Linked DNA regions of Mus musculus: all the other regions are linked to region 4. Evidence: chromatin contacts called from public promoter capture Hi-C data. All regions are on one chromosome and are shown on one strand. Each heading gives the region's core, a stretch centred on a gene start, on an enhancer-like site or on the middle of the called end of the contact. The rest is flanking DNA. Distances are from core to core; before and after follow the strand shown. Region 1 holds the start of Prcd (photoreceptor disc component). Region 2 holds the start of Tbc1d16 (TBC1 domain family, member 16). Region 3 holds the start of Cbx8 (chromobox 8). Region 4 holds the start of Pgs1 (phosphatidylglycerophosphate synthase 1). Region 5 holds the start of Cbx4 (chromobox 4).

Region 1 (5,805 bases), core at 398-2,897, 1.3 Mb before region 4:
TTACGGATGGTTGTGAGCCACCATGTGGTTGCTGGGATTTGAACTCCGGACCTTCAGAAGAGCAGTCGGGTGCTCTTACCCACTGTGCCATCTCACCAGCCCGAGATTGACTCTTACAAGCTGTCCTTTCTCACACACACACACACACACACACACACACACACACACACACACACACACACACTAATAACAAAAAAATTTTAAATTTAAAAAACACAGACTTGAAGGTTCAGTCACAGAGGGTTAACAAGAACCTTTATAGGCCCAGCAGGCTGCTCCCTGGAGCTCAGGGTTGGGGTGTCTGATGTTACTCCTGGCCAGGAGACATTACCTCCCACCTTGTTTAGGAAGGAAAACTGAAGGTCCTGGAGAGGTGATGGCCCAGGTGGGTTTAGGTCCCAGCATCACTCAGCCCTTGTCTCAGCCCTGTGTTGCTGACTCAAGCCCTACTGCCCAAGGCAGCTAGTTGCCCAGGAGGTCCAGGTGGGATGTGCAAAGAGTATTTCTATCGATTCTCAACTTCTCCTCTGACTGTTGTATCTCCATAACATAGGATTATATTGGTACAGTAGTCTAGTATATAATTGATAAGCTTATAATTTGTATCTAAATTACATAAGATTGTTATATAAGATAGAATTTATAGTTCTGTCTGTGTGCACACCTCGACTCTGCCTTTTACTGCAAAGGGAGTGTAATTAGGAAAGCTCAGAAGGTGCAGGGGAGGCCTGGTGCACGCGCACGCATGCACACACACACACACACACACACACACACACACGCACACACACACGCACACACACATGTGCACGCACACACTCTCACACACATGCACATACTCTCACACACACGCACACACGTGCTCGAGCACACACACACACACACTCACACACACACACACACACACACACACACACACACACACACGCTCTACTCTCTGGTCCTCCTGGTCCCATCATCCATCTCTTCTCCTCTCTGCCATTCTCTCCTGCCTTGGCTGCGACAGTGCAACTCCCCTGCCTCGCAGCCTCGGTCCCTGAAGACTGGCAAGCTTTCATGTCAGCAGCCCGGCAGAGTTGGCTGAGGGCCCGTCCTTCTCTGGCACCTGCACGTTCAGACACCTCCTGTGATAGCTCACTCTTTCTCTCCCGTATGGGAGACTGAACTTAGGGCCTTGGAACCCCAGGCAAGTACTCTGCTACAGAGTTATCGCCTCAGAGCTCTTTGAGACACTCTCATTAGGTTTCCCAGGCTGGCCTCAGAGCTCTCTGGAGCTCAGCCAGGCTTTGAACTTGAGGTGCTCCTCCCCTCCCCAGTGGCTTACAGGTCTTTGTCACCGGGCCAAGGCCCCAGATCCTCTTTGAAGCTATCCTTGATGCTTCTAAGTCCTCAAGTGCTCTGCAGGTACATTTAACAGTGTATGGAAGTAGCTCACTTAGCTCGATTGCACTACGTGCCTTGATGCCAAAGCCCGGATAGTAGTGAATGTTCTGGGTAGAACATTCTGGAGGGGCACTCAGGGTTACCTGGCATGCCTTGAAGGAGGCTGACTTACTCTGCCACTAGAGGGGAGATCTTGGGCCTGGTGAGTTTAATCTCTCTTCACAAGGTCAGGTCTGCCCACTCCACTAATCAGCTTGAACGTCCTAATCCCTTCCCAGGAACTTCAGGAAACACAGCGGTGGCTTGGGAGAGGTAGGCTGGCCATTGTGGCTCCCCGGCCCTGTGGCCTTCTTCAGCGGAGTTGGTCGTCGGTGGGGATGGGGCAGCTGAGCCATGTGCACCACCCTCTTCCTGTTCAGCTTGGCCATGCTGTGGCGCCGTAGATTTACCAACCGAGTGGAACCGTGAGAAACTGATGGGGCTGTGGATTGGGGTCGTGGGTGGGAGGGACCACCAGGGAGAGTTACAGACAAGCTGGTCTGGAAAGGAATTCAAAGGACACCCTGGAGGGGTCCCTCTTGGAGCTAGTGGTGTGGGTTGGAGCAGCCAGTGCTGTGCTGCTGGACTGTGGTAAAGGGGTGGGGCAGGGGCTGAGCACTGCCTACAGGTTCTCTTGCCTGCTCTTCCCTTCCAGAGAGCCCAGCAGAGTGGACGGGACAGTCGTGGGCAGCGGCTCAGACACAGACCTTCAATCTACCGGCAGGTGAAAGAGAGTCAGGAGTGGGGAAAGTAGTGCTAAGGAAACTATTGGTGTGTGCGCCTGTGTTTGTGTGCGCATGCGCGCACAGGCACTCAAATACCGAGTTCTAGCCCTAGCCCTAGCCCTCACCAGTCACTCCTTGTGTAGTGGGCAGGTTAGGTGGCAGAGGGAGTCCTTGCTCCTCTTTTCTGAACCAATGCTGTGTGGCTTTGCTTCTGTGATGTGAGTGTGGGGCAGTCCCCAGGAGGACCTTCTGTTGGAGGAGCAGGGAGCAGAGGGAGGAGGCAGGAGCCACTCTGGGTCGATTTGCTGCTCTCTTGTCCTTGGCCCTCCTCCTCCTCCTTCCTCTGCCACGGACGGGCTCTGCAGCTCCGTTGCCTGAACCTCCAGCAGGATTCGCTGTCCAGTCCCCAATAGAAGGCGCAGGAGGTGCATGACGTCATCGACACTAAGTGTCATTGGCTGGGCTGCCCCTGCGGGCAGGACGCTGTCTCCAATGGCCTGAAAGTTAACTCTTCCTTAGGTTGCAGCCATGTGGCCTTTGGGGAGGCAAAGTTGTGCATTCTTCCTGACTTTTCCTTCCCTGGTTTTCCAGAGTCTCCACGCCCGTCAAGACACTACAAAAGTGTCAATTTAGTACCTATGTGTAAGGTTATGTCCCGTGGACTCCCTAGCATGGGCAGGATCCCAAGATCAACTCTCACTTTTAGTGAAAACAAAGGGCAAAAAAGATCTCCCGGGCCTTCAGGATTTGGGGCCCACAGGAGGAGGGTGTCCTTACTAACTTGGCTCAAGTCAGTGTGGGCGGGTAAACACATACCATGCCCCCTAAAGCTGGAGTTGTGGACAACAGCTGCACAGCTGCGGAAGCACAGTGGAACTGGGAACTCGTGCTAGCTGTACTCTGGGCTGCATAGTGGTACTCCCGTCTGCATGGCCGTCCTCCCGGCTGCATAGCTGTCCTCCTGGCTACATAGCTGTCCTGGTCCTGGCTGCATAGCCGTCCTCCCGGCTGAGTACTTGATGGGTGCTTTATGTTTCCCTAGACCTTTCTCTTTTTCATTCTCTCTATTTATTTATTTATTTATTTACTCTTTTTTCGGTTTATTTATTTATTTATTTACTCTTTTTTCTTTTATTTATTTATTTATTTATTTATTTTGAGACAGGATCTCACTATGTTGCCCTGGTTGGCCTGGAACTTGCTATGCAGACCAGGCTGGCTCCAAACTCTCAAAGATCTGCCTACCTCTGCCTCATGTGCACTGGAATTAAAGGGGTGCTGTACTAGTGCCAGCTCCCAAACTTTTCTTATACAGTAATTCTCAAAAACCATAGGCTTATCAGGACATGCATGCTTATAACTGCTTGGTAGTGACTGAGCAGCAGGAGGGGGAGCATCTGACTTCCAAATATCTGTCTTGCCCACAAAGAAAAGGTGGGGGTCCTAGATCTCCTGACAAAAGAGAAAAGGCCACACCTGGGGACCATTTGGGCAGGCCACATCTGCTGCCTTTTAACTCCTCGGCACCCAGTTAACTGGAAGAGTTAGTCAGACAACAAGAACAGATTGCTGAGGGGAACTGCCACAGGGATGGCTGGGGGTGGCAGAGGTGGAAGTAGGAGGAAGAGTCCCCAAACACGACAAGTTTAACTCTTCCATCTCCCTGACGCCGGTGCTTCCCTCTGTTCAGGGAGAAAGGACCTGTGAAGTAGACCGTCACTCCTTCAGGCAGCCCGGCTCTGCGGACTGCGGCCCGTCGGCCCTGACAGGTAAAGTCAGGACCAGGCGCTATGGAGTTTAGAAGGCAGGGCGTTGGTCCAGCCATGTGGGGAGAGGGAGGAAGTCTTCAGCTCTCTCGATCGCTGGTGGAGGTTGGGTGAGGCTGGGTTTATCTTTGAGCTTGCTACTTATGTTTCAGGCCATGGAGCTGGAGCTGGTTTGAAGAGAATTGAGTGTGATCCTGACATGTTTTTGAGGCTTGGGGGTGAGGCGGTAGCTGAGCTTAAGTTCTGAGGGCAGAGTTGCAGACTTCTAAGGGAGAGGCAGTGGAATGGGCCATCCTGAAATACACATCTCACCTCTGGGCACAGGGGAGTGCGCTGAACTGTCTGACTTTGCGTTCTAGCTGGAGTCCTGGTTCACCTCCCATCTAGGAAGATGGTGTGGGGCTGGAAGCGGAGGCAGGGAGGAAAGAAAACGGGAGAAACGGTCATGGAGAAGGTAGGCTTTCCTCCACGGCCCCCAGGGTTGCTGCTAGGCAGGCTGTGACTCGGGCTCCTGAGCAAAGCTGGACTGGCAGAAAGAACATGGGATGCTTAGGCCTCCTGGGTTCTCATTTCCGAGTTCCTGCTCTAAGGGACTGCCAAGCTGGAGGAGGCACAGAGAGGGGCTTCTCGGGGTTCTTCAGGTTCTCTGAAGAGAATCCCAGCATCTCAGGCAAGGGCCAGGTGCAAGCAGAGAGCGAGAAGACTCCAGAACCAAGGGAAGAATAAATGCTAGCTTGGGCTTAGTCATGAAGGGTTCCTCCATTCATTCTCCAGTCCAATCCTGAGCACAACCCACAGACTATACATACTCCTTCCGTGGCACCCACATGAGAAGACACAGCCCATTACCACGCTACTAGGTGGGGGATCCAAGCTTAACCCCCCTACTCAACTTTGCTGCTGATTGGCAAAAAGGGGTTTCTGTTGGCCTGGCCACCTGCCAGCTCAGGAGCTATTCCGCTAAACCCCTATGGTCTAGGGCTGGGTTGTGTCGCTCCGCTTCCTGTGGCATCTGCCTCTTTTCAGTCCCGAGAACTCACCCTGTCATTGGCTGCGCTCCTGAAATTATCAGTAAGAAAGGCCAGCTGAATCTGTGGCATGTCTGCCTGAAGCTGGATGGGAGCAAACGCCAGCTTGTGCTCCAAATGTGCTTTGTGTCTGTGTGTATGCATGCATGCTAGTGTGTTCTCTAAGTGGGCATCGGGTACCGGAAGCGTGTGCGTGTGTGTGTGTGTGCGTGTGTGTGTGTGTGTGTGTGTGTGTGTGCTCTCTAAGTGGGCAGTGACAAATGGGAGCATGTGTGTGTGTACGTATGTGTCTGTGTATGTATGTGTGTATGTGTGAGTGTGTGCATGTGTGTATCTGTGTGTATGCTCTCTAACTGGGCAGCAGTGATTGGGAGTATGTGTGTATATATGTGTGTATCTGTAAGTGTGTGTGTGTTCTCTAAGTGGGCAGCAACGAGTGGGAGCATGTGTGTGTGTATGTGTGAGTGTGTGCATGTGTGTATCTGTGTGTATGTGTGTGTGTGCTTTCTAAGTGGGCAGCAGTGAACAGGAATATGTGTGTATATGTTTGTGTGTGTGTGTATGTGTGTATGTGTGTGTGTATGTATGTGTATGAATGCATGTCTGTATCTCTGTGTGTGTGCTCTCTAAGTGGGCAGCAGTGAACGGGAACATGTGTGTATATGTGTGTGTAGCTGTGTATCTGCGTGTGTGTATGTGTGTATATGTATGTGTGTGTCTATCTGTGTGTGTGTGTGTGTGTGTGTGTGTGCATGCGCACTCTAAGTGGGCAGCGGCGAGTGGGAAGGAGAAAGCATGTCGCCTTGTCACTGTGCTGACTGCTCAGTAACTCGGTGGCAGCCTCCCTTGCCCCCAGCTGCTCTG
Region 2 (6,129 bases), core at 114-2,613, 1.2 Mb after region 4:
CTTATAAACTGCAGCTCTTTCACGGGCCTGTTTTCGCACAACGAAAACCCACACATGGTGATCCGAGGCTGTTAACAGACACCGTGATTGCCAGGAGAGTCAACAGTTCCCAAGAAGAACTTCCTAGCTATACTCAAGACATTCCACTCACCAGAAAGCTATGGGGGGGGGGGGGGGACAAAACAAACAAACAGAGAAAAAACCCATAAGTACTGCTCAGCTAAGAGATCCATCCCCAGCAACCAGCTAAGAACCAACTCTGGTAAATTCCCAATGGGTGAATCTTAGCCGGCCCCTGTGCCCAAAGTCACCGCACCACTAAGTTCAATATTCGCTATCAAGGTTAATGTCAATATTTCTTCCAAGAGCTACATACATAGTTTCTTTTAAATTCTTTGATCAGTTATTAAGATTTAGAGTGGAGCCCCTAGTCCCCGGCTCTTTGCACCCATGTTCTGACCAGTATGCTTGGTGACAGGACACTTCCCCTCTCTCTCTCTTTCCTGATAAAGGAAGTTGACAGAGTCCATGGAACAAACTTTAACAGAGTCAAGAGACGCTTTTCTATTCCCCTATTTCTGAACGGAACCTGGACTAGATTGTGGCCAACATGTGACACCGACTTCGGAGGAACAGGCTTTTCTCACCGCGCGTTCTGGCAGGGTTCCGTGGGTTATTTTTAGCAATCTTAAATTGCCCTTTTTTCTTTTTATACTATCCCTTTTTTTCTTTCTTTCTTTTGAGGAAAGAGAGAGAGAGAGAGAGGCGCGCAGGCTAAAAAAGAAGCGAGGATCCTGACATGGGGCCTCTTAAATAGCCCTGACCATTTCCCCCTAGTGCCCCAACGCTAAGACCGCACACGCCCCAGGAGGGCATGGCACACCTTGGGGGCTCTGTCTGACAGTGCAGGAACCCCATAAGTTCTTCGCATGCTCAGACCAGCCAGCAAGACAAAGACCGCAAGTGCCCCGGCCCACAGCTCCAGACAGGCGAGGACCGAGTCTCCTCGAGTGGGCCCACTCCCAAAGCAGAGAGTCTCACTCGAGGGTGGAGTTCCCAGGGCGTCCCCAGCAAGATCCGGGTTCCTCCGCATCGCCCCCGCCCAGAGCCCAGAGCCGGTCCCCCAGCCACTCCCGGACCCCCGCGCAGCAGGCCCGGGTCCGGTGCGTGCAGATTCCAGGGTACCCAGGAACCGCCACGTCGTCCCGAGTGGACCCCAAAATCCCCGGCCCGCGATCCCAGAAGAACCCTGATACCCACCCGGGTCCCGCCGCGAGGGCTGGACACGCGCCGGCTCCAGGAGCCACCACCGCCGCCGCCACTGCCACCGCCGCCGAAAGCGAGGCGCGGCGGGGAGGGAATATGGAGAGGCCGTCCCCGCTCCGCCTCCGCTCCGCCCCCGCTCCGCCTCGCTCCGCCCCGGGGCCCAGCCCCGCTCAGCCCGGAACGCCAGGCACTAACTCCAACCTCAGGGTCCTGCGCATCCGTCGACCCCTGCTCGGGGCTTTCTGCTGACTCTGCAGGATCTCGCCACGCGCCTAGTACCCCGGACCCTGCCCTGGATGGGAGCCCTGTGCCCTCGATCCGAAAGGCAGGGCCTCCCTGTACCCATGTATGCGCTCACCCCTTGCATTTCTATTTCTCAAACTTAGGGTTACGAAGGAATGATGCTCCCCAAAAGGTACTGGTTCTTGAGTAACCCAAAGCTGGAAGTGGAAGAGCCAGAGCTAGGCGCGTTTCCCGGACCCAGCATCCCCAACCTGCCTGCCACTTTCTTTGAGTCCCTGAACATCATCAGGGTCACTCTACGGGAACTAAGTCCAGCCGGGAAAGTCTGGGACACATGGCGACGGACAGGCAAAACACATTTGTTCTTTAATGTGTTTGCTTAGTGTTTCTGTGTGAATCGATGGACGCTGCCAGACCCCGCCTCCTGCGGTCTTGGAGCACGCGGTCCAGACTTCGCCGGATGTTGATGGCGTAGCCTAGCAACGAGAGATGGCGGAGCCGGAGGACCAGGCTGACGGGTAAGCCCCGCAGGAGGGATAATAAACCCACCAGATGTTTTCACTAAATTTCTGCACGCAGGTACCCCCACCCGGACCGCCTTCTCCTTCACTTCTGTGCCCCTTCCCGCTCTTCTCCACTTTCTGGACCTGTCCTACACTACCCAACCCACGCTCCCCCATGTCCCCTATCTCTTGCACCTTCTGTTCTTTGTCCTTTTCAAGCGCCCCCCACCCCCCATCATTCCTTACTCCTAGCCCCTGCTTCTCCTGGACTACAGACTTTAACGCCCCGCGGTAACCATGGCAACCATCATGCTTGATAAACCCGCTGCAAAGCAGGACTTGGATGGATGGGACGCCGTTCAGTATTACAAGAGTGGGAAGAAAGGAGGAGCAGTAGCTCCGTTGGGATTGGGCTAGGCCCATACCTCCCCCTGCAAGATGGATTCCCCTCACCCCCATCATGGTCTTGAGGGATAGACTGATCCCCATCACTGAGTGAACCCCAAAATGCTGTTGCCGGCACTGTTTTAGGTTTTGTGCAAAACAAAAGCAAGTTTAAACAGTTCTATTTGCTCAGACTTTTCTGGGTTGTTTCATATAGTTAAAGTCCTTATGGACACCCATGGAAACACATCCAGAGTATATCCCACGAGAAGGCTAACTGTGAAGCCACAGGTATAGAATGAGCTCCAACTTGGGGAAGACTTGAAATGCAAAGATTCTGAGCAAAGGCAGGTGCACAAAATGCCTGCTCCAGTGGTGCTGGGAAGCAGAGGGGGGAATAGCCCAAGCTCTCATTGTCTGTGAAGCAGAAATCTGTATTCGTTTGTTTTTTAGAAAGCTAGCTTAGCTTTTTAAATAGTCTTAAATATTGCATGTGGCATATTTGTAGAAGTGGTGTGTGTGTGCACGCGCGTGTGCGCACATTCGTGCAGAAGCCAGAGGAAGATTCAGGCGTCCTGCTCTATCTATCTCTACCTTATTCTCTTGAAGCAGAACCTCTCATTGAGCCTGGAGCTTGACTGGTGGCCAGCAAGCCTTAATAGTCCTCCTGCCTCAAACCCTCACAGTGCTGGAGTTCAGGCACAAGCAACTGTGCCTAGCTCTTACGTGACTGCTGGGGGTCCAGACTCTAGTTCCTAACTAAGTTTTTGAAAAGCCAAAATATTTTACATGCAAACCTTGGCTATGTTGAGAAGTAGAGACGGCATGCTGTCCTCTCTCCTGAGACCTTCTCTGCTTGGCCCCAGAAACAGACTTCGCTGGGGTGTTCTCACACGCCGCTCCTTTCACGTTATAATTGCGCCTTACGTTCATTCCCATACCACATTTGTGGCCCGTGACTAGCATGGCCCAGCGATGGAAGAGTCTCTGCTGGCAGCAGAGTGGAGGAGAGGCAGAGGCCTTACCAGTGAACAGCTGGTATGCAGTGTGCATGATAGGGCTGTGAACCAGTGTTCCCTGTCTCTAAAAGCAGGTCACAGCAGGAAGGCCAACAGTCTTCTGCCGAAGAGGACTCGGAGCAGCAGTATACTGAAGGCCCTGAGGTAACGTCCATTCAGACCCCTATGTGCTAGGAGACAAATAGACAGGGGCCAGGGACCATGGGACCATCATCGTACGCTCTGGGACCATCTCAGTTCAGGCACGGAGAAACTCGTTCCCTTCTCACTGTGTTCTACTGGCATTGTTAAAACCGTCTGACCAAAAGCATCTTAGAAGAGGAAAAGATTTATATGGCTTTCACTTCCAGGTCATAGTTCATCCCTGAGGGAAGTCAAGTCAGGAGCCTGAAGGCAAGCCTGCTTGCCAGTCAGCATGTATTACCTCTAACTAGAGAACTCACTTGTGGGGCCCACACTCACTCACAGCCAAGGGAGTATGACAGGAACATTGCATACCGGCTCATTCGCAGCTTCTGCTCAGCTAGCTTTTTTATACAGCCCATGACTGCTTATGTAGGAAATGGTGTTGCCTGCAGTGGGCCAGGCCAATGAATAGTCAAGACAACCCCCCATCCCCTACAGACAGGCCAGCCTTCTCTAGTCAATTTCCTCCCTTGAGACTCCCTTCTCAGATTAAGATAGGCTGGGTCAAGCTCATTCCAAAGTGTTAGCTTTCGGTGATAACACGCCAACCCTCACACTGCCTTGTATTTTCCAGAGTTCATGCTTGTAACACGTGCCTCTAGAAAGAGGCAGTAGTTACATCAGACACAGAACATCATCTCTTGGGGGTGGGGAGATGTATATAGATGTTCTTGTAACCCTAAGATCTCTCAAGATTATATTTTCTTCCCTGGGATTTCTTGCCGCCCTGTAACAGGTATCACCACAGCTGGAAGACAATGGCCAAGAAATTGATGAGGGCAGAGACCCCACCAGAAGTCCTGAAGAGGACATTACAACTGAAGGCGGGGGCGGATCTGAAGGGGAAATGATGGATGCTGAGAAAGTCAGCACGGATGGGGAAGCCATCTCTGAAGGAGAAGTGGGGTCCAATGGAGAGACTCCCCCAGAAACAGAAGTGGAATTCATTGGAGAGACCGCTCCAGACACAGATGTGGAATTCATTGGAGAGACCTCCCCAGGAACAGACGTGGAACCCACTGGAGAGAGCATACAGGAAACAGAAGTTGAATCCATCGGAGAGGCTACCCCAGGAATGGACGTGGAACCCATTAAAAAGACCATGACAGAACTCAACGTTGAATCCATCGGAGAAGAAACCTCAGAAACAGACGTGGACTCCATTAGGAAGGCCCTCCGAGGAATAGACTTGGAATCTATCACAGTTGCCTATCCGCCAAAAAAGGCTAAACACAGAAAGGTCAGACCCCAAGCGGAAGTTGAATCCACTGGAAGAGCTGCCCCAGAAGGAGAATTAGAAGTTTCTGACCACGAGAAAGTAGAAGCCCTTCTCGATGAGTTGGATGAGCTCTCTGAGATAGTCAGCTCTCCCGAGGTCTCCTACTCTGACATCAGTCCCTTGGAGATGGGTGAAGATGACACAAACGTCTCAGCCACATCAACCGACACATTCCAGCAAGGCATATATGAGCCCATAGAACCCATAGAGCCCACAGAGCCCCCAGAGCCTGCAGAGCCCCCAAAGCCTGCAGAGACCCCAGAGGACAGCACGGTGAGTGTTTGTACCAGCCTCTTTCTGCCTGTGAGGTTCCTCACCCTGAGAGGAGCTTGAGGAAATGTATCCAGTTGCTGTGATAAATACTGGGATCTCCAGAAACTTGGAGGGGGGAGGGGTTATTCGGCTTACATATCATGACCCGTAGTCTGTTGTGAAGGGAAGGGAAGGCGGGAACCTGGAGGCAGGAACTGAAGCAGAGGTTGTGAAGGAGCCCTGCTTCTAGCATGCTCTTGGCTTACTCGTATTGCTTTCTTAGAGAGCATAAGACCACCTGCCCAGGGCTAGTTCAGTAAACGGTTTGCTAAGCCCTCCCACATCGATCATGAACTCAAAATGTCCCACATACTTGGTCACAGGCCAATCCGATGGGCGCATTCTCCCAAGCTGGCCAATGTTAGGAATCGCTTAGCAAATGCAGGTCACTGCTGAAAGAGCTTATACCTCAGATCCACGTTGCCACGGGCAAGGCTGGGGACATTCTGTAGTCATCATTCATGCATGTGACTGCATCCAGGTCTCCAGTCTTCCAAAGCAGTGTGGACTTCAAAAGTCTCGGGGGGCGGGGGGGACACGACAAAATGAATTCATTTTATGAGCAAGGAAGGGGGAATGGACTGAAATCCTTAATTCTCAAGACAGGGTTTCTCTGTGTAGCCCTGGCTGTCCTGGAACTCACTTTGTAGACCAGGCTGGCCTTGAACTCAAATCCGCCTGTCTCTGCCTCTAGAGTGCTGGGATCAAAGGCGTGCGCCACCACGCCCGGCTGAAATCCTTAATTCTCAAAATTCAAATTAGCTGGCCCTAGTAGCACCCACCAGTCATCCTGAACCCACCCAGAAGGAAGGCTGAGGCACGGGGGTCTTGCATTCCAAGCCTGCCTGAGCTGCTTTTACTCCTCATAAGATTGATTGATTGATTGATTGATTGATTGATTGATTTAATTTAAGTACACTGTAGGTGTCTTCAGACA
Region 3 (5,935 bases), core at 509-3,008, 1.1 Mb after region 4:
AGCTTCCTGCCTTTCAGGTACTCTCCAAGGCCGGCACTGGGCTCTCCCAAAGGTCTCTGTGAAGGGTCCAGGGGCTCCTTCCTGGGTTTCGGTCCTCGTTTCTTGGAGCTGTCCCCCGGTGAGCTGGGCTTGTCGTCTACACGGCTGGTACCCCTGTCCCTCTCTCGGTCCCGGTCCCGAGGTGGGTCTGCCCTGCAGGTACTGGTGCTGCTCCCTGGTGGGGGTAGCCCCGTGTTCCGCAGGCCCTCTCGGGCCCTGGAAGTAGACGCCAAATCCTGGGGTGAGCGGCCTGGGTAAGGGATCCGGATGCCTCTGGTAGAGTCACTTCTGAATTCATAGGTTTTGGCCTTTGCCTTGGCCTGGGCCTGCAGAAGGAAGTTGTTGTGAGGAGAAAAAAGCCCCGCCCCCGCCCACCCCACCCCCCCACGACCTCTAGCCTTGACTGCCCAACTTTCCCTGGATGCCTGGGAAATTCTAATTGAGTGGGGAGGTGGGCTCTTAGTAATAGTCTGGGGGAGGGGAATGAGGGTTTGTCTGGAAGAAGCCATTTGCAACCAACAGACTCCTTGTGTAACAGAGGTCTACTTGGGATGGCTGGAGGGGGGGTGGGAATGAAGGCCTTCTGGTGCAGCTAAGTCCTGCCTCTAGAACTCCGTGATGGGGCCTCTGACAGAAGTCCAGATTACAAATACACACAAGGCAAGGGCACCCATTGATTTACAAGCCCTGCAGATCCTCCCTGAACGGCACACTCCACCTCTGGAGATCGCAACATACCTTGAGAAGGAAGGTTTTAGGCTTGGGTCCTCGCTTTTTGGGGCCATAGAGCTCCATCTCCCGTTCCCTAAAGAAAGAAAAGAGAGAGAAGGGGGTGTGTCCTGGCTGCACCGAAGTCAGCGTGTATGGGTTCTAGTGAGTGGCTAGGCTAAGGGTCTGTACCTTTCCTCAAAGGCTGCAAGGAGGCGAGCATCCAGAATATTTTCTTCGGGCTCCCACGTGCTGTACCTAAAGGAAACCAGGAAGAATGGAGCATCAGTCCCTGGAGCAGGAGAGAGAGGACAGAGTGGAGGGCGTGTATGTGTGTGCAACTTTTCCGGCTGCCTTGTGTTGTATTTCAATGTGAAGGGGAAAAGAGGAAGAAAGAACCCTCCTCGATATCAGTGTGGGGTAGCGATTGCATATAACCTACTTACTTCTGCGACCAGCCCTTCCATTTCACGAGATATTCCATGCGTCCCTGCAGATGCAAAAGGGAAAATGCTTGTGTATGTGTGTGCGTGGGGAGAAATGCATGACGAGGACACAAGAAATACACACGAAAATGCATGCACCAAATGAATGCTCCAAACACTACCGCCAAAGGAACCAGTCCACTGCAGCACCCCTGCAGAAACGCTGCACAAAGTGCATGCACCGGCATTCATCCCCCACCCCACCCCCCATCCATGCAATCTGTGCAGGGCTGCAAGTCTAAGGAGAGCGCTGGGGCTGAGCCGCCGCCGCCGCCGCCACGGCCGCGGCCGCTGCTGGGACCTGGGGGAAGGGAGGCTGGGCTGCAGCAAGGGGAGGGAGCCTGGGCCCTGGTGAGGGAGAGTTCGCGTCGCCGCCCGCCTTCCCCTTCACCTACTTTGCGAATGCGCCGCTTCAGGAGGGCTTCGGCCGCGAACACCCGCTCCCCCACCGCCGAGAGCTCCATGTTGACTCGCCGCTTCCCCCCTCAGCCGCTTCCAGGAGCAGAAAAGCAGCAGCCAGCCCTCGACAGCCCATAATACTCTCCCGCTGACGTCAGTTCTCCTCCCTCCCCCGCGCACTCTCCCTCCCTCCACCCCCTCCCAGCGCTTCCTCCCGCCCCACGTGTTGCTAACGACGTTGCTAAAGCCAAGCGTCCTGGGCCCGTTCTGCGGGCGCTGATTGGACTAGCGCCCGGCCACGCCCCTCTCCCCGTCTCCCCTGCGTTGCTACGTGACCCGCGTTCCAATAGCCAGGAGGCGGGGTCTCTGTCCACTCCAGAGACCCAGAGGGAGGGGGAGCGAGCCGTCAGCGGAAGTGACGCCAAGCGGGGCGGGCCCGGCTGCTGTCAGTCTGCACGGCTGGACAGGGGGGCCGCTGCCCTAGGCTCCCGCCCCTGGCCCCCCTGCCTGATTGCCCAGCGTTTCCCCGGGTGCGTGGCTTGCCCCGCCGAGCTATTAGGGCTCCCTGCGTAGGTGCCAGCCAGGCGCTGCCCCTCTGCAGACCCAGGCCCTCCCCACCTGCCCATGCCCTAGCTGGCGCCATCCTGGTCGCCAGCCGCCGTTGATGCACAATGCACAGGTGCTGGGGCGCATCGAGCCGCGCCCGAACCCCCGGACCTACGTCGCTTGCGCCGAACCTACTAATTCCCTGACCCCTCCCTTGCGGCCGCGCACCCTGGGTCTCCATGGCAACGCCCCCTCCTCCCTTCTTCACCAGTCCCATCCAGCTAACAAATCAATGAGCCTGCTCTTGGTCTCCAGTCGCATAGCGCTGCCCGCGTCCACCCTCCGGGTCCTGCGAGCTGGCGTGGGCGCTTCTCCGGGCTCAGAAGCCCAAAGCAGACTGGCACAAGCCAGTGTTTACCGCCTGAATCCATCCTGAAGCGAGACCCTGCAGGAGGGGTCGCGAGCCTCCTCTTCCCACCCTCATTGTCCCCAAGTCTCAGCTGCCCTGCCCCAGCCTCTATTCCTGACCCAGCCTGCAGTTTCCGTCCAATCCACTCCTCAGTCCTGAGAGAAGTCAACCCTGACCACATCTGTCCCGGCCTGGGTGGGTTTAAGGAGCCTATGACCATCGAGGCAGAGCCTAGAGCCTGGCTAGCTCTGGAGGCGCCGCGGCTCTGCTCCAGACCTGGGTGCAGAGCTAGTGCACTTTCTGTCTCGGGCTCTTCTAGACGACGTAAGCGTAAGCGGGGGATTCCCGACAAACATCAGTATGGACTTTGAGGGGTGTGGCGGTATCTAGTGCGGCCTGGAAGAGACACCCCCACCCCCACCCCCGACGCGAAGATGGCAAGTCCCAGGTAGGGGACGAGGGTCGCGCAGAGATGCCTCAGTCCCTTTTACACACCTGAGTACACTCAATGACCTTTTGCTCCTAGGCTCTCTTTCCTCCCCTCGTGGTAACCCCTGTTGAGGCGCGGGGGGGGGGGGGGTTCAACAGCAGCTATCCCCACATTGCCCTTTTACTACCCAAGCTCCAGATCACAGAGCCCGACCTCGGAACACACAATTTATTTAAATCGCGATATCAACTTGGCTGAAAAAAGTTTCCCTTGGCCAAGAAGAGGCTGGGAAAAGGGGAGAGAGAAAAAGAAAAAACGACGAAGCCCGGAAAACAGCGAGCTAAGGAGTCTGTTTCGAAAGGCAGGAAGCCCAGAGCGCAAAGCTGGCCTCGGGTCCAAGGCGCTACACACTGCACGCGCCAGTGCTGGCCTTGGGGCTAGCTCCGAGTTGGGCCCGCTGCGCCGGTACTCCCCAGGCCTCCTCTTGCATCAACAGTCGCAGGTTCCAGTTTTTGGCTTCACTCCTAGACATAGTAAGGTGTGCTCCAGGTGAGGAGTCCTCTCGGTTCTCAACGAACAGCGGATCCAGGATGCCCACATCGCCCCGGCGACCTTCGCCCGCCGCCTTCAAGAGACCGCCGACGGCTGGGTCCTTAATCATAAAAAGTCATTCCTGGTAACAAATAGTTTCGTCGGCCGGTGCCAGCGATACAGCTGTTTCTGTTTAAGCTTAAATACTTTCCAACAGTTTGGGCAGTAAAAATAAAGTCGGTCTCAGCCGCCTATAAGTGTCTGGTTTCCCCGCCCAGAGAAAGCCCACCCTAGCCCTCCGCCCGGGTCGCTCTAGTTGCTCCGCCTGCCCGCGCTTGGAATCTGTTGCCCGCCGCGGGCGTTGGCTGTCGGGCCACCCGGAGCTTAGCGGGGGCCGCGGCTCTGCAAGCCGGCTTCAGGGCCACCTTGAAGCCAGTGGCAGGGAACTGCGTGGAGTGGCTGCTGGTGGTGGTGGTGGTGGGCATCAGCTCTTCCTCTCTTTCTTATCCCTGGGAAGTTTGCCGATCAAGTAAAAGATGGTGGTTTCCCTTCAGCTTGGGTTTTGAGGAGAACTCTGTCCCTAAGTTGTGTGTCTTCATGGACCAGGGGGTTTTGGACGAGGGTCATCAACTGCTGGTTTCAATTTCACCGAAAAAATCCAGCTCTCTTCCACTCCTGCCCCACCATCGTCCTTTCTTTCCTCCCTTCCTTCCTTCCTCCCTTCCTTCCTTCCTTCCTTCCTCCCTTCCTTCTTTCCTTCCTTCCTTTTCTCTTCTTCTGTTCAGTTCCTAAATTTTACTTCTTTGCCCAATTAACTGGAGAAGTTTTACGTAAAGAGAGGCAGTCCCCGCGCTTAGTACTTCTGAAGGAACCGTTAGTTAGTGGTAGTCTCTGCTTTCTAGCTGTATTTTCCTGCCTTTGTGCCTGATGGTAATTCTTCTCTAATAGCTAGCTCAAGACAAGATCAGTGCTTGGGGGCTCTCTGAGTTTCAAAGGCCGGGAGTTCCCGTGGAGCCCATTGCAAAGTTGAAGCTGGATTCAGGAGATTCAGAACGTTCAGAGGTCCAGAACTTGGTTCCTGTCTCAGAAGAGTTTAGTCCTTCAGTAGATCGGCTGGGAGGAGGTGGGATGTTACCTTTGCACATACCCAAAGTGCTACCAAGCTTACAGAAACTAGAACAGTGTTGCAGAGGTGTTAACTCAGACCTCCCAGTGGTCTCTCCCCTGGACAGGTTAGACACATTGAGAGGGGAGTGGACATCTGAGGAATGGGTTTGCAGTCCCACAGGCCCAGAGCTGGGGTCCGGTTAGGTCAGAATGGGAAGATGCCTGTGTGTTCCAGGAGGGGGCACTAGCAACTGCCCTCATTCCAACCAAGTCTGGAGCGGATTTGGGCTGTTCAGCTCTCAGTCCTTGAAACCAATGAAAGGAGGCTTGCCCACAGCCCACCTTTATTTTTGAAACCTCCCCTGCCCACCAGCTCAGTTCTCCACACCTCTTCCACACAAGACCTCCCCCACTTTGAAGTTATATAATCGGCTGTTCCCTTGTGCACCTCCCAAAACTAAACAAAACAAAAGTTTCCAAGAACAAGACCCCAGGCTGTTTGTTCATCCCACTTCTAGCAGCCACGCTGCCAGGTTTGCTTGCGCCGCCTCTGCAGTAAATAAGGTAACTGCTTCCTATTACTTTAGCCCATATGGCTGCAATTTGAGTGTCTTTGGAGACAGTGAGTGTGTAGGGGCGGGGAGGGGTACACGGGTGGGTGGGGGGAGTGAAAGTGGAAATCAAATGCTCTTAGATCACATTTTTATGAAGGAGATTGTCTGCGATTCTCCTAACACCCCCCGCCCCCCCCCCCACACACAAACTACCCGGTTTCTTTGTTTACGGAAATGCAGGCACCCTCTTGCCTGGGGGACACCTGCTACCGCAACCCCCCACCTTTCCCCACACCCCGGGCCGATTCCTGGCCGGTTTAGGTGACCAGGGCATGGGGCTCCCCACTGCTCTTATCTGACAAGAGCTCTTACTTAGAGCAGGGCGCCTGCCTGCCCTCCTTCTGCCCCAGACAGCCGAAGGTGCCTAGACTGTCCGGGAGCCCGACTTTCACGGCATGCCTGAGTCTGAGGCCACTTAGGCCTGGATAGGTCCGCTGCCCATGGACTCAACCTCTTGGGAGAGGAGGAGCCTGAGACTGGCGCAGTCCAGGGAAGATGAGCGCGCCTAGCTGGGTGCTTGGATCCTGGATATCCGGCCAGACCAGCAAGCCCCAGCGCGTCCTCCAGCTTGAGGCTGAGGCCAGGCCTCGGCTAGTTCTTTGGGTACGTTTCAACTGCGCGGCTTGGCGGGCGTCGGACCTGCCCAATCTTGGCCACGCACGCGGGC
Region 4 (5,462 bases), core at 2,624-5,123:
AGGCAACTCATCTTGGCTCTGGTGTCGTCTGAGGGTGTCTTGTCTCCCTGGGGTTGTTGTATGTATGTATGTATGTATGTATGTATGTATGTATGTATTTATATTTTTTGAGACAGGGTTTCTCTGTAGATCCCTGGCTGTCCTGGAACTCACTCTGTAGACCAGGCTGACCTTGAACTCAGAAATCTTCCTGCCTCTGCCTCCCTAGTGCTGGGATCAAAGGTATGCGCTACCACTGCCCAGCCCTGGGGTTGTTCTTACCAACCAACTTAAACAAGGTTTCTGGGCACAAAGAATGCACTTTCTGTAACCATCCAAATTTAAGCAGTTAAAAACTGTGCCAGGATCAGAGGTTAGGGACACTTTCTGTTCTTGCAAAAGAACCCATGCTGATTTCCAGCACCACAGGGCGGCTCCCAACAGTCTGTAACTGTGGTTCTAGGGGACCCGAACCCTCTTCTGACCTCTATGGACACCAGACGTGCAAATGGTGCTCATACGTGTGTAGACAAACCCACTTGCACACATAAAACAAACAAACAAACAAACAAACAAACAAATATTTTTGAGGGGGTTTCAAGACTGGGTGTCTCTGTGTAACAGCTTTGGCTGTCCTGGAACTCTATCTCTGTAGACCAGGCTGGCTTCGAGCTTAGAGATCTGTCTGCCTGTGGCTCCTGAGTGCTGGGATTAAAGGCATGTACCTTCAGGCCTGCACTAGCCATGCAGTCAGTGTCACTGTCCCCAGTGAATTAGCCCTATGTTTCAGGTATTGCCTCACATAGCCAAGAACCACAGGGGCAACAGAACGTCTCTTCCCAGGATGGTGATGCGATGGTGAGGATGCTCTGTGGCCCCAGTGGTGATCCCCACCAAGCTTAAGGGTGACAGTGAAGCACGGTGGCTCACAGTCTGTTTGCTCAGCACCTCCCGTGATAGGCTGAAGGCACCAGAATCTCATCCTGGTTACTGGAAGTTCGGAAATCTGATGAGTCATCTTTCCTCACTTGGAAGCGCTAAATCGGATTCTGCCTAGTATTTGTAAAACTGTGTGTGTGCTTAAAAACTAAAGGTGATTTGAAATACTCACTGCCTGTAAGTGAACTGGAGTTCTGAACACTCCCAGCTGGTTCAGGAGAACACCCCAGGTGGTACCTCTGTGTTCTCCTCCTCACCTTTTGCAAAATGTGATAAGTTTTGTTTTTGTCTTTTTGGTATTTATTTGTTTGTTTCTTGAGACAAAGTCGTATTATATAGCTCTGGCTGCTGTCCTGGAACTTACCGTGTAGGCCAGGCTGGCCTCAAACTCACAGAGATCTGCCCACCTCTGCCTCCCAAGTGCTAGTGCTAGGACTAAAGGCATGTGCCACCATTGCCCTGTGACTGACTGACTTTCTCTCTCTCTCTCTCTCTCTCTCTCTCTCTCTCTCTCTGTTTTTAGGCAGAGACTCATGCAGCACTCGCTGGTCTTGAACTCACTTTGTTGTAACAAATGCTGCTTAACCCCTTATCTTCCTGCCCCTGTCTCCCAAGTTCTAGGACCTGCTTCCTTTCCTTCTTTCTTTCTCCCTCTTTCTTTCTTTTTTTTTTTGTTTTGTTTTTTGAGACGGGGTTTCTCTGTATAGCCCTGGCTGTCCTGGAACTCACTTTGTAGACCAGGCTGGCCTTGAACTCAGAAATCCACCTGCCTCTGCCTCCCAAGTGCTGGGATTAAAGGCGTGTGCCACCACGCCCGGCTCGCTTTCTTTCTTTCTTTCTTTCTTTCTTCCTTCCTTCCTTCCTTCCTTCCTTCCTTCTTTCCTTCTTTCTTAGATACTAATGCTTTTGTCTCCTGAGGGCTGGTAAGGACCAGGATTACAATGTGGGCTACCATGCCTGCTTGAGATTGTCTTTTTACCACTCTTTGATAATATTTTTTCATTGTCTTAAAAACTAGTATATCGGGGCTGGAGAGATGGCTCAGGGGTTAAGAGCACTGACTAGCTCTTCCGAAGGTCCCGAGTTCAAATCCCAGCAACCACATGGTGGCTCACAACCATCCATAATGAGATCTGATGCCCTCTTCTGGGGTATCTGAAGACAGCTACAGTGTACTTACATATAATAAATAAATAAATCTTTTAAAAAACTAGTATATTATTTATTGTTATTGTGTGTATATGTATGCTCTGGAGTGGGCACATGTGTGGAGGCCAGAGGACAATTTCCTCAGCAATCTCCTTTATCCATTGAACCATCTGGCTGGACTTTCCTTTTTAATTTTATTTTTATTTAAATTTCTGAATGCTCATTTATTTTGTGGGAGCAGCAGGCACACAGATGCTATGGCGCACATGTGGAGGTCAGGGGACAAATTGAGTCTCTTTCCTACTATATATGTTTTGAAGTTGAAACTCTGGTTGTCAGCTTTGGCAGCAAGCACCTTTATCTACTGAGCCATTTTGCCTGCCCCTGGTAAATTTTATAAGTGATGCCATGAAATATTATTCTAGGGTATCATATTCTCATGGAGCTATGGCCATCCATTGTATTGATACACCACAGTGTATCTAGCCAACTCCTTCACTGAGATTTTTTGTTTGTTTTTCAAGATAGGGTTTCATTGTGTAGCCTTGGTTATCTTGGAACTCATTCTGTAGACCATACTGGTCTTGAACTCACAGAGATCCATTTACCTCTGTCTCCACAGTGCTGGGATTAAAGGCGTGCACCACCACCACCACCACCACCACCGGCTGTTTCCACACTTTTCAATAATGGGAGAAAGACTGAGATAAATATTCTTTTGAAATGTGTCATTCACTTTCCTGAAATAGTTTGGTGGAGGTGAAATTCAGAATGTTAGTTCAAGTGTTACAGCTTTAACTCCATCATCTCTGGGGTAAAGAGAATTATGACTGTTTTACAATGTTTCTAGCTTCTAAGTCCCAGAGCATGTGAGCCAGGGAAGGAATTAAGGGCATGAAAGTCAGACAGGGGCAGAGGAGGGTCAGGCCTCAGGGTGCTGAACTGAGTGATGATGCACACGAGTGCGGGCACAAAGCAGGGGCTGGCTATCTGACAGGTGTTGGGCACTGAGCTATTGCAAGAATCCTTCCTCTTGGAGCCAGGCAGGTGAGTTGAGGGCGTAGGGCTCAGGAAGTTATCAATCTGACAGGTGTCAGGACTCTGAATGATCACTAGCTTCCTCTCTCCTGGAGCAATGCAGGTGAGTTTAATGCGCATGGCGGCAGCTGTCAGTGTGACAGGTGCTAAGATGCCACTGACATCCTCCTCCTTGCTCCCTCATGTGAGTGCATGGCAGCAGCTGTCAAACGGACAGGATTGAGGCGCTGAGCAGTTACTAGCTATTCTCCCTCCTGGACTCTCATATGTGAGCGCAGGGTAGCAGCTGAAAGTCTGCGCTGAGCATCCTTCCTTCTTCTTGGAACAAGGCAGATGATCATAGGTCGCAGGGCAGCAGCTATCAGTCTGACAGGACTCCGGGCGCTGAGCTGTTATTAATCCTCCTGGACCTTTATGTGAGCGCAGGGTAGCAGCTGGAAGTCTGACAGGTAGTCTGGTCGCTGAGCATCCCTCCTCTTACAGCAAGGCAGATGAGCATAAAGTGCAGGGCAGCAGCTGCTAATCTGACAGGATTCGGGGTGCTGAGCTGTCACCAGCATTCTCCCTCCTGGACCATCAGGTGAACTTAGGACTGTAGTCCATGCCTCCCGCCCTTGAGCTCCCTGTCTGGCGCGACGCGGTGCCCCAGAAAGGATACAGAGAGGCAAAGACAAGGGAATACAGCCTATGCAGCTGTCACTGCCGCTACCGCGCCTGCGCGCTGGCTCCCTGTTCGCGCTCGCACTGTCAATAAAGTTCTCGCGCGCCGGAAGCGGAAGCGGCGGGTCTCCATGGCGGCGCCGGCAGCGGGCCCGGTGTTCTGGAGGCGGCTGCTGGGCCTGCTGCCTGGCAGGCCCGGGCTGGCCGCGCTCCTGGGCCGCCTCTCCGACCGTCTGGGCAGGAGCCGGGAGCGCCGGCGCCGGAGGTGAGAGCGCTCGAGAGGGCCGGGCGGGGGGTGGGGGACTCGCTGTCTCCCCGCGTGCCGGCGGCTCAGCCAGGAGCCCCGTGGGCGTGCACCGTGCAGGAGCCACCCGGGGCGAGCTCGGGGCTGCGGCCCGGCCCTGGGGCCAAGGCTGCTGTGCTCCGGGCTCGGGGCGTGAGTGTGGCAGTCGGGGTTAGAGCGGTGAGTTGGCCGGAGTGAATCAGCCCTGCGGGGACCCGGTGCAGGCTGGCTTCCTCACATCCTGCCGGAGACATTTCTCAATCCTGACTCAATCGGTACTCAGGCCCGTGAAGAGGAAACACTCGAAACTCTTTCTGCGCGCGTTCGAAAGGCTTGTTTCTGGAAAAGTACTGAAGTGGGTTGTGTAAGCGGTGAGGGAAGCTTTGAAGCAGTTTGTTCAGGCAGTGGTCCTTTAAAGGAAACATTTGCCAAGAACAGGCTCAACCAAGAGGCCTGATGCTATTGCTAATTTTCAGGAGCGCGCGAGATAGATATTGAGATTGTGTGTTTGTGTGTGATATTCTCTCGTGTGGATATGTTTAGAGACTTCGTTTTCTTTTTCTTCAAATGCTGGGGCCCAAACCCAGAACTCCATGCACACAAGGCAGGTGCTTTACCACTGAGCCACATCTCAGCTCCTCCTCTCTCTCTTTAAAATAAATAAAACAATTAAAATAATGACTGTGTGCTCAGGTGGTGGTAGGGGAAGTCGGTTCTCTTTTACCACGTGAGTTGAAGTGATTGAAATCGGATCATCAGGCTTGGCAGCAAACTCGCTGGACCCCCAGTTCTTTTAGAGACACAGTTTCATGTATCTATACTGGCCTTAAATTGAGTAACTCAGGTTAGCCTAATACTCCTGATTCTCCTGCCTCATGTCCAATGCTGACTCCCAGGTGTGAGCTGTAATGGCCCATTCTGGTTCTGTGAGTAAGATCTGTGGGTAAGATCTTGTCTCTAGATGGCTTGAGGTGCAGTCACCTGCGTTGGTTCTAGATGTGGGTCATTGATTTACAGAGTAACAGGGAGCTTGCCAACCCAAGCACAAATTAGACTTAGAGGACCTACTGAATGACAGAATCAAGGCAGACAGGCAGTCTTATCTCAGGTTGCCTGCTGATCAGAATGGCTCTTTCCCCCAGCCATTCGATTGGACGGTAGAATCAGGTGACGCTTATTACATCAGGGCACCAGACCACTGAAAAATGTTAGGTTTCAAAAGTTCTGCCTGAAAGAGGAGCAGTTTAGGAAGCTTTGTTGATTTCCTTTTGGTTTGTAAACCTCAGTATTCATTGTTCAGCTTTGGTGCTGATCTCTGAAGGGGGCTCAGGCAACCTACATGAACTATATCCCCTATACCACTGGGTATCAAATTCTGGATAGGCAAGCACTCTACATGGAGCTGTGCCCCTAG
Region 5 (5,549 bases), core at 2,719-5,218, 1.1 Mb after region 4:
CAGAACATTGGAGCGTCGGGCAAAGGTGGGCACCTAAGGGGGAGAAAGAAGGGGAAAGGTTGGCCCTATGGCAGGCCAGGAACATCGGGAATACTCCAGCTCCCACGGGTGGAGGTTGCATCATAGGGGGTGGGGCCAGAAGTTCTAGTGCAATTGGGGTGCTCCCCCGGGGAACTGTAAGTAATTTGGGAAGCAATGTTTAGGGAAGGGCTCGTGCTGGGATCCTGGGACCAGCTCAAAGTATTCACCTGCACCACCAGCGGTTTGGGCTTGGGCCCTCTCTTGCGATATCCCATCAGCTGCTCCTGCCTTTCCCTGGGGGAGGGAACAGAGCCGCAAGGTTAGTGTTGTTCTCAGGTTTCCATAAGGTCAGTAGCACCCTGCTCTCCGACCCTCCTTCCTTTTGCTACAGAAAGGTAGGGATCGGCTGGAGGCAAAAGGTGGCCTAGGTCTGCTGGGGACCTTTCTTAACTTCCTCAGTAACACTCCAGCTTCTGAGGAAGGGGTCCCCCCACGTGACACTGAGATGTAAACTTGCTCCTCCCTCCCTTCCCCCACCTGCTGCAACACTGTATCATGGTGTCCAGAAGATCGCTGCTTGGCCCTAACAGCACTGAGCACAGCTTTGGGCCTGTGGCTCTGCAGACAGCTTACTGGGTTTAGGAATTCAGGGAACAACAGGAGGTGCAAGCTGACCTTGGGACCCTTCCTGATCAGAAGCATGGATACTAACTACCTCATTAAGATTCAGAAAACAAGAGCCGAGGTTGAAAGGGAGGACTCCTTTTCTCAAACGGCCAGGCATCAAACGGAGGGACTGAGCCCTTGTTTACATAGCGGCAAATAAGCCAATTAGGGTTGGGGATGGGGACTGCCTCTGAAGCTAGCTAAGGTCTAGCCAGGTTCTCAGCCACCTGGTGAACCAGAAGTGGCACTACCCCACCCCCCAGCCAGTGGGTGGGGCGGCTGCCCGCAGCACCGCCTCCTCAGAGGAGCAAGATCCTTTCTACTCGGATTTCCAAATTAATAAAGTTCAAGGGTGGGGGTGCCTTGATCACCACCAGCAAACTTCGCTTGCTCTGGCCACCCAAAGAGCGACTGATTGGCCCTGCCCAGCCCTCCATGAGCCAGTCTCCCGAGGTTGTCAAATTCTGGATCGGAGACTCAGTCTCCAGCTACCCCCCACCCCCAAGCCCCTGAGCCAACCCGGAGGAGTTCTGCCATGCCCTGGGGCCGGGTTGGGGTCTGATTCCAAAGTTGCATGGCATTGCAACAGCCTGGATTATAATTCTTCGGGGACCCATTATGCAACATGGCATCAGCCGCTGACATGGTTACAGCGTGGAGAAGTCCCAGGTGAAGTCGGTGGGAGCAAGTTTCCTGCCCTACACCCCCGGTATTCTGAGGAAGCAACTTTAGCTCTCAGGGTCTAGAGTTTACAGTTTTAGTGGCAAACGCTCCACAGGAAATACTTCAAAATAAAAGAGGGATGGAAGGCTGGGGGTGGCGTGGCTCTGAGGACTCCTCCCCCTCCCCCACGCCCGCCCTCCCTCTACGAAACAGCGAACCACAGCCACCAGTGGTGAATCCAGCTGCAGCAGCTGCATCGTGGCAAGCATCTGTTTGCAGGAGGATGGGCACCCCACAACCACCAGGCAGCGCTCACTCATGCCCTCGGGCCAACCTTCCGCCGATCTGATAGAGCAATTTACCCCACAAAATACAGCAGCGAAGGTTGTGAGGCGCTCAGGCTCGGGACAGCATCTATTCACTGTCCCCCAGCCCCTCCTCCCGGAGGTTGGGGGCATAAGGCCTTGTCAACTTTTATCCGGTTGCCAAAAGGTTAAGTTCAGTTCCATGACGTTCGGGGCGGTTTCACAATGCCAGCTCCTTCAGAGCTGCCCCGCGAGGTGCCCGTGCCAAGCCAGCAGTGGCTGCAGAAAGCAACACCTAGGCTCTGGGGGTGGGGCTCCAAGGTTGCCAAGGGAGGGGGTCACGGAAATTCAGGTACAGTATTCCTAGGCAGATCCAGGGTCATCCCCACGTAGTCTTCCAGCAGTTTCCCAAAACACAAGCCTACCTTCCCCAGCCCTACCCTGCCCCCACTCCCAAGCTGCAGCAACCGCCAAGGACGTTGGTTAGAGAAGCCCAGGCCGCAGCCTTGCCCATCCGGATTTGTTGGGGGTGGGGCTCCTGCCTGCCCCCTCCCACCCCTTCCCCTTTTCCCACTGCTGCAAGCAGTCATCCATCCCCTATGGCCCACCTATGTATGGCCAGGGCAGCAGGCTGCTCACCTGTTCTGGAAGGCGATCAGCAGCCGGGGATCCAAGATGTTCTCCTCTGGTTCCCACGTGTTATATCTTGCAAGTGAAAAAGGAACGGGGCGGGGAGGGGGGGCAGAGTGTAAGAAAAAAAAAAGGCCAGGTTGGGAATGACATAAGGCCCTATGTGGCTTCCTGAATCAAAGGCTATGGATGTGGAGGGTAGACAGTAGGTTTCTTAAGGCTTAACATGGCCCTTGATTACCCCCCAAGTTAAAATACACACACAAGGGCAGGAGGAAAGGAGGGGGTGAAGAAAACGAAACTAGCAGTTTATTTTGCAGTCGTCAAGAATTTTAAGCATGTTACTGTGACGTGTTCCAAGGCCACTTTCCTCTCCAGAAACCCTCCGTGCAAAGCAGCCCAAAAGCAAAGTCGCAGTCCCCCTCCCTATCCCCAGCCCAAGTCTCCAGTAGGGCTTCAGCTGGTCTGCATTGGACCCCTAATCCGGTAACTCACAGCTCAGCGCCCCCCTCAAGGCCCAGGAGACCGCTGTCACTGGCAAGCAAACCCCAAATACTCAGCAGTACAAAAATATGCCTCTCTTTCCCTCTCCCTCTCCCTCTCCGAGTGTGTGTGTGTGTGTGTGTGTGTGTGTGTGTGTGCCTGCGCCTGTCTCCATCCGGTGCCTTCGCATTTCAAATTAAAAAAAAAATTCCCCATCGAAAGAGCTGCAGTGACAGTTCCCAACATTTTCTGTCTTTTTTCTTCCCTACCCTGCACCACCAGGAGGGAGGACGCATACAATTGCATTTTCGTCGCTTTTAAAAAAAATTTTTTTTTTTTTTTTTGGTTTTGCAATATGGAGCCGTTCGGTGGAGGGAAAGGGGAAAGGAGCCATTTTCTGCTGCACATCAGTCAGTGCCTGCGCCCTCCCTCCCTCCGCCGGCCTCCCGGGCTCGGCCCCGCGTCTCTCCAGCTCCTCCGGCTCCTTTTAGCGCATAAATTAGTGATGGCATTTCCCGGAGAGCGGAGCACAACACAGGGCGCCCGGCTCGGGCTCGGCTGCTCCGCTTCCCAGTGCCTGCCACCGACTTCCCCACCCCCTCCTCTCTCCACCCCACCTCCACCCCGCCTCCCGTCCGCTCCCCCACCACCCCACCAGCTCCACGGGTCTGCTGGCCAGGGCGCTTGGTGCCGAGGCACCCGGCCCCCGCCGCCACTTACTTGGGGGACCAGCCTCTCCATTTCACCAGATACTCCACTCTGCCCTGTAGGGGGGGAAGAGACAGCACTCCATCAGCTTCCGCGGGATCCCCGGCTCCGGCCCGCAGCCTCCCCACCCCCTCCGCGCCTCTCGCTCGCTGCTCCCGCCGCCGCTCCCGCGCCTCGGCGCCGCCACCCGCGCGCCACCCCTACCTTGCGTATCCGCTTCTTTTCGATGCTCTCCACCGCGAAGACGTGCTCGCCAACAGCTGGCAGCTCCATGGCCGAACCCGAGCGCTCAGGGGCGCAAGCGGCCGGCGCGGCTGCAGACACAGCTAGCTCCCGCCGGCGCCCCGATACGATCCTGCGCGTGGACCTCGCCACGCGCCCGGCCCCCGCCGCCGCCACTCGCCCCTCAACAGCCTGGCCGCCGCCGCCGCCGCCGCTGCCTGCACCCGCCGGCTCTCAGCTCGCGCTCGCTCGCTCGCTCGCTCGCTCAGACAACTGAGCCCGGGCCGCCGCGGCACGAGAACTCATGCAAATCCCGGACGTCAGCGGGCGGGGCCTCGCAGGGCCCAGCTCGGCGTCAGGAGGCGGGACGCGCCTCGGATTGGCGCAGCCCGGCCTACCCGAGGCCCCCGGTCTGGGCAGCAGGGAAGGAGGAGGGCGCGGGAGGAGGCTGGGGAGGAGGAGGGCGCGGGGAGGTGCAGGGGAGGGATCTGAGAGCCGGGAAAGTGAGCTGGGGCCGCGGAATAGAGGTGTCTCTGCCTAGGCGGCCAGGGTGGGCACCTCGACCGGGCCCACTCTGATCCGCAGCCGGACACTTGGGACTCTCCCGTCCCCACCCTCGGCCTCTGTTTCTGCTTGTGCAAGGCCCGGGGATCCCTGCTGGGGGCCACGGAAGCACCCGCTGCACTTTACAGTTGCTCCCAACTACATCTGTCCAGCAGAGCTCTGGAAGCACAGGGGACTTTCCGGCAGGGGGCGGAATGGAGGCGGGGGCAGTTCAGGACCCCACCCTCGGTGCCCACCGCCCCGCCCCGCCAGTCTCTGGGCATTTAGGCCGCGAGGTGGGGAGAGAAAGAGCCAGAAGACTGAGGACTTGGACAAGTGGAGGAGCACGGAGAGGCGAAGACAGGGACAAAGAAACAGCTGGCCACGGGGCATTTAGCACTCAAGAACCTCAGCAGAAAGGGGCTCTGAATCCGATGCCACCCAAGATTCTGAACGGCTTCTAATTTACACTTGGTTCACTCATTCGCGGGGAAGGGGCAGTTTCTAAGCAAGGCCTCTTGCTTAGTCTGAGATGCTGGGAGAAGAGAGAGAGAGAGAGAGAGAGAGCGAGAGAGAGAGAGGGGGAGAGAGAGAGAGAGAGAGAGAGAGAGAGAGAGAGAGAGAGAGAGAATGAATATGGGGGTGAATGAGTCTGGGGGGTCCAAGGGGACTTCGTGGGGCTTCATGGAAGAGCCTCAAAAGTAAGAGTGGGGAGGACCAAGTAGATGTTGAGGCGGAGGGTTGGTGGATGAGTGGACTGCGAGAAGGGGAGGGGAAATGGCCAAGGAGCCACAGTGTCTTCCTGAATTCCCGTCCTCTGGTCTCTGACAGCCAAGCCCTGCTGACGCGGCCTTTGGAGCCCTGGAGTGTGAAGTTTAGCACCTCGGAGCCGGCCAGCCCCGCACGTTCAGGGGTATTCAGCGCCAGCGTCCGGCTGGGGGAGCTGCTGCGCCAGACGCGGCCTTCCGAGGGCGCCACAGTGGGCCTGGGAGATCCGTGGGGTCGCAGTGGGTAGACTTGACAGAGAACATGCCATTCTAAGTGGGAGGGTAAGGGTGTGCCTTGCCTGTGGTGCGTCCGGGGCCCCAGCTCAGGGCTCCTGAAGAACGTGGAGCAGGAAGCTTGCGCAATCCCTTGGCTGAGCGTCCACAGAGACAGAAAAAGCGCAAAAGAGGAGAGTGGGTCGACGGAGGGGGAGGGCAAGGAGACGTCCGAGTCTCTGTCCCTGCTTTTATTGCGTCTCAGGGTGCCTGGTGAGGACTATGTTGTGATGACTTGCGAAGGGCCAGGTGCAGAAGTGAACCCCCA

What was found. Promoter capture Hi-C pulls out the DNA fragments that hold promoters and counts their contacts.
Region 1: a contact with region 4 is called in a promoter capture Hi-C map of liver, with 2.2 times the contacts expected there. The contact joins the promoter of Prcd here to the promoter of Pgs1 in region 4. A contact is called at or near these places in 3 of 39 promoter capture datasets (the 3T3-L1 cell line, embryonic stem cells and liver) and 1 of 9 other capture datasets (liver).
Region 2: a contact with region 4 is called in a promoter capture Hi-C map of liver, with 2.3 times the contacts expected there. The contact joins the promoter of Tbc1d16 here to the promoter of Pgs1 in region 4. A contact is called at or near these places in 4 of 39 promoter capture datasets (the C10 cell line, embryonic stem cells, liver and 1 more).
Region 3: a promoter capture Hi-C map of liver shows a contact between it and region 4, with 2.8 times the contacts expected there. The contact joins the promoter of Cbx8 here to the promoter of Pgs1 in region 4. A contact is called at or near these places in 3 of 39 promoter capture datasets (liver, pre-B cells and stem cell-derived epiblast-like cells) and 1 of 115 datasets of contacts at active chromatin or transcription factors (pancreatic cancer cells).
Region 5: a promoter capture Hi-C map of liver shows a contact between it and region 4, with 2.1 times the contacts expected there. The contact joins the promoter of Cbx4 here to the promoter of Pgs1 in region 4. A contact is called at or near these places in 1 of 39 promoter capture datasets (liver) and 1 of 115 datasets of contacts at active chromatin or transcription factors (pancreatic cancer cells).

Annotation. Positions count from the first base shown.
Region 1 is chr11:116,655,461-116,661,265 of GRCm38.p6, forward strand. Prcd (photoreceptor disc component) reads left to right here and starts at 1,648. Exons shown (of 5, transcript NM_001163318.1): 1 at 1,648-1,847; 2 at 2,078-2,146; 3 at 3,838-3,916; 4 at 4,273-4,367. The coding sequence starts at 1,777. The coding sequence ends at 3,859.
Region 2 is chr11:119,227,136-119,233,264 of GRCm38.p6, forward strand. Tbc1d16 (TBC1 domain family, member 16) reads right to left here and starts at 1,364. Exons shown (of 12, transcript NM_172443.3): 1 at 1,261-1,364. It overlaps Ccdc40 (coiled-coil domain containing 40), which reads left to right and starts at 1,437. Exons shown (of 21, transcript NM_001364767.1): 1 at 1,437-1,612; 2 at 1,893-2,027; 3 at 3,490-3,559; 4 at 4,338-5,153. The coding sequence starts at 1,999.
Region 3 is chr11:119,039,155-119,045,089 of GRCm38.p6, forward strand. Cbx8 (chromobox 8) reads right to left here and starts at 1,759. Exons shown (of 5, transcript NM_013926.1): 1 at 1,628-1,759; 2 at 1,194-1,237; 3 at 940-1,005; 4 at 778-844; 5 at 1-365. The coding sequence starts at 1,696.
Region 4 is chr11:117,982,984-117,988,445 of GRCm38.p6, forward strand. Pgs1 (phosphatidylglycerophosphate synthase 1) reads left to right here and starts at 3,874. Exons shown (of 10, transcript NM_133757.2): 1 at 3,874-4,030. The coding sequence starts at 3,897.
Region 5 is chr11:119,082,269-119,087,817 of GRCm38.p6, forward strand. Cbx4 (chromobox 4) reads right to left here and starts at 3,969. Exons shown (of 5, transcript NM_007625.2): 1 at 3,681-3,969; 2 at 3,489-3,532; 3 at 2,295-2,360; 4 at 249-315; 5 at 1-33. The coding sequence starts at 3,749.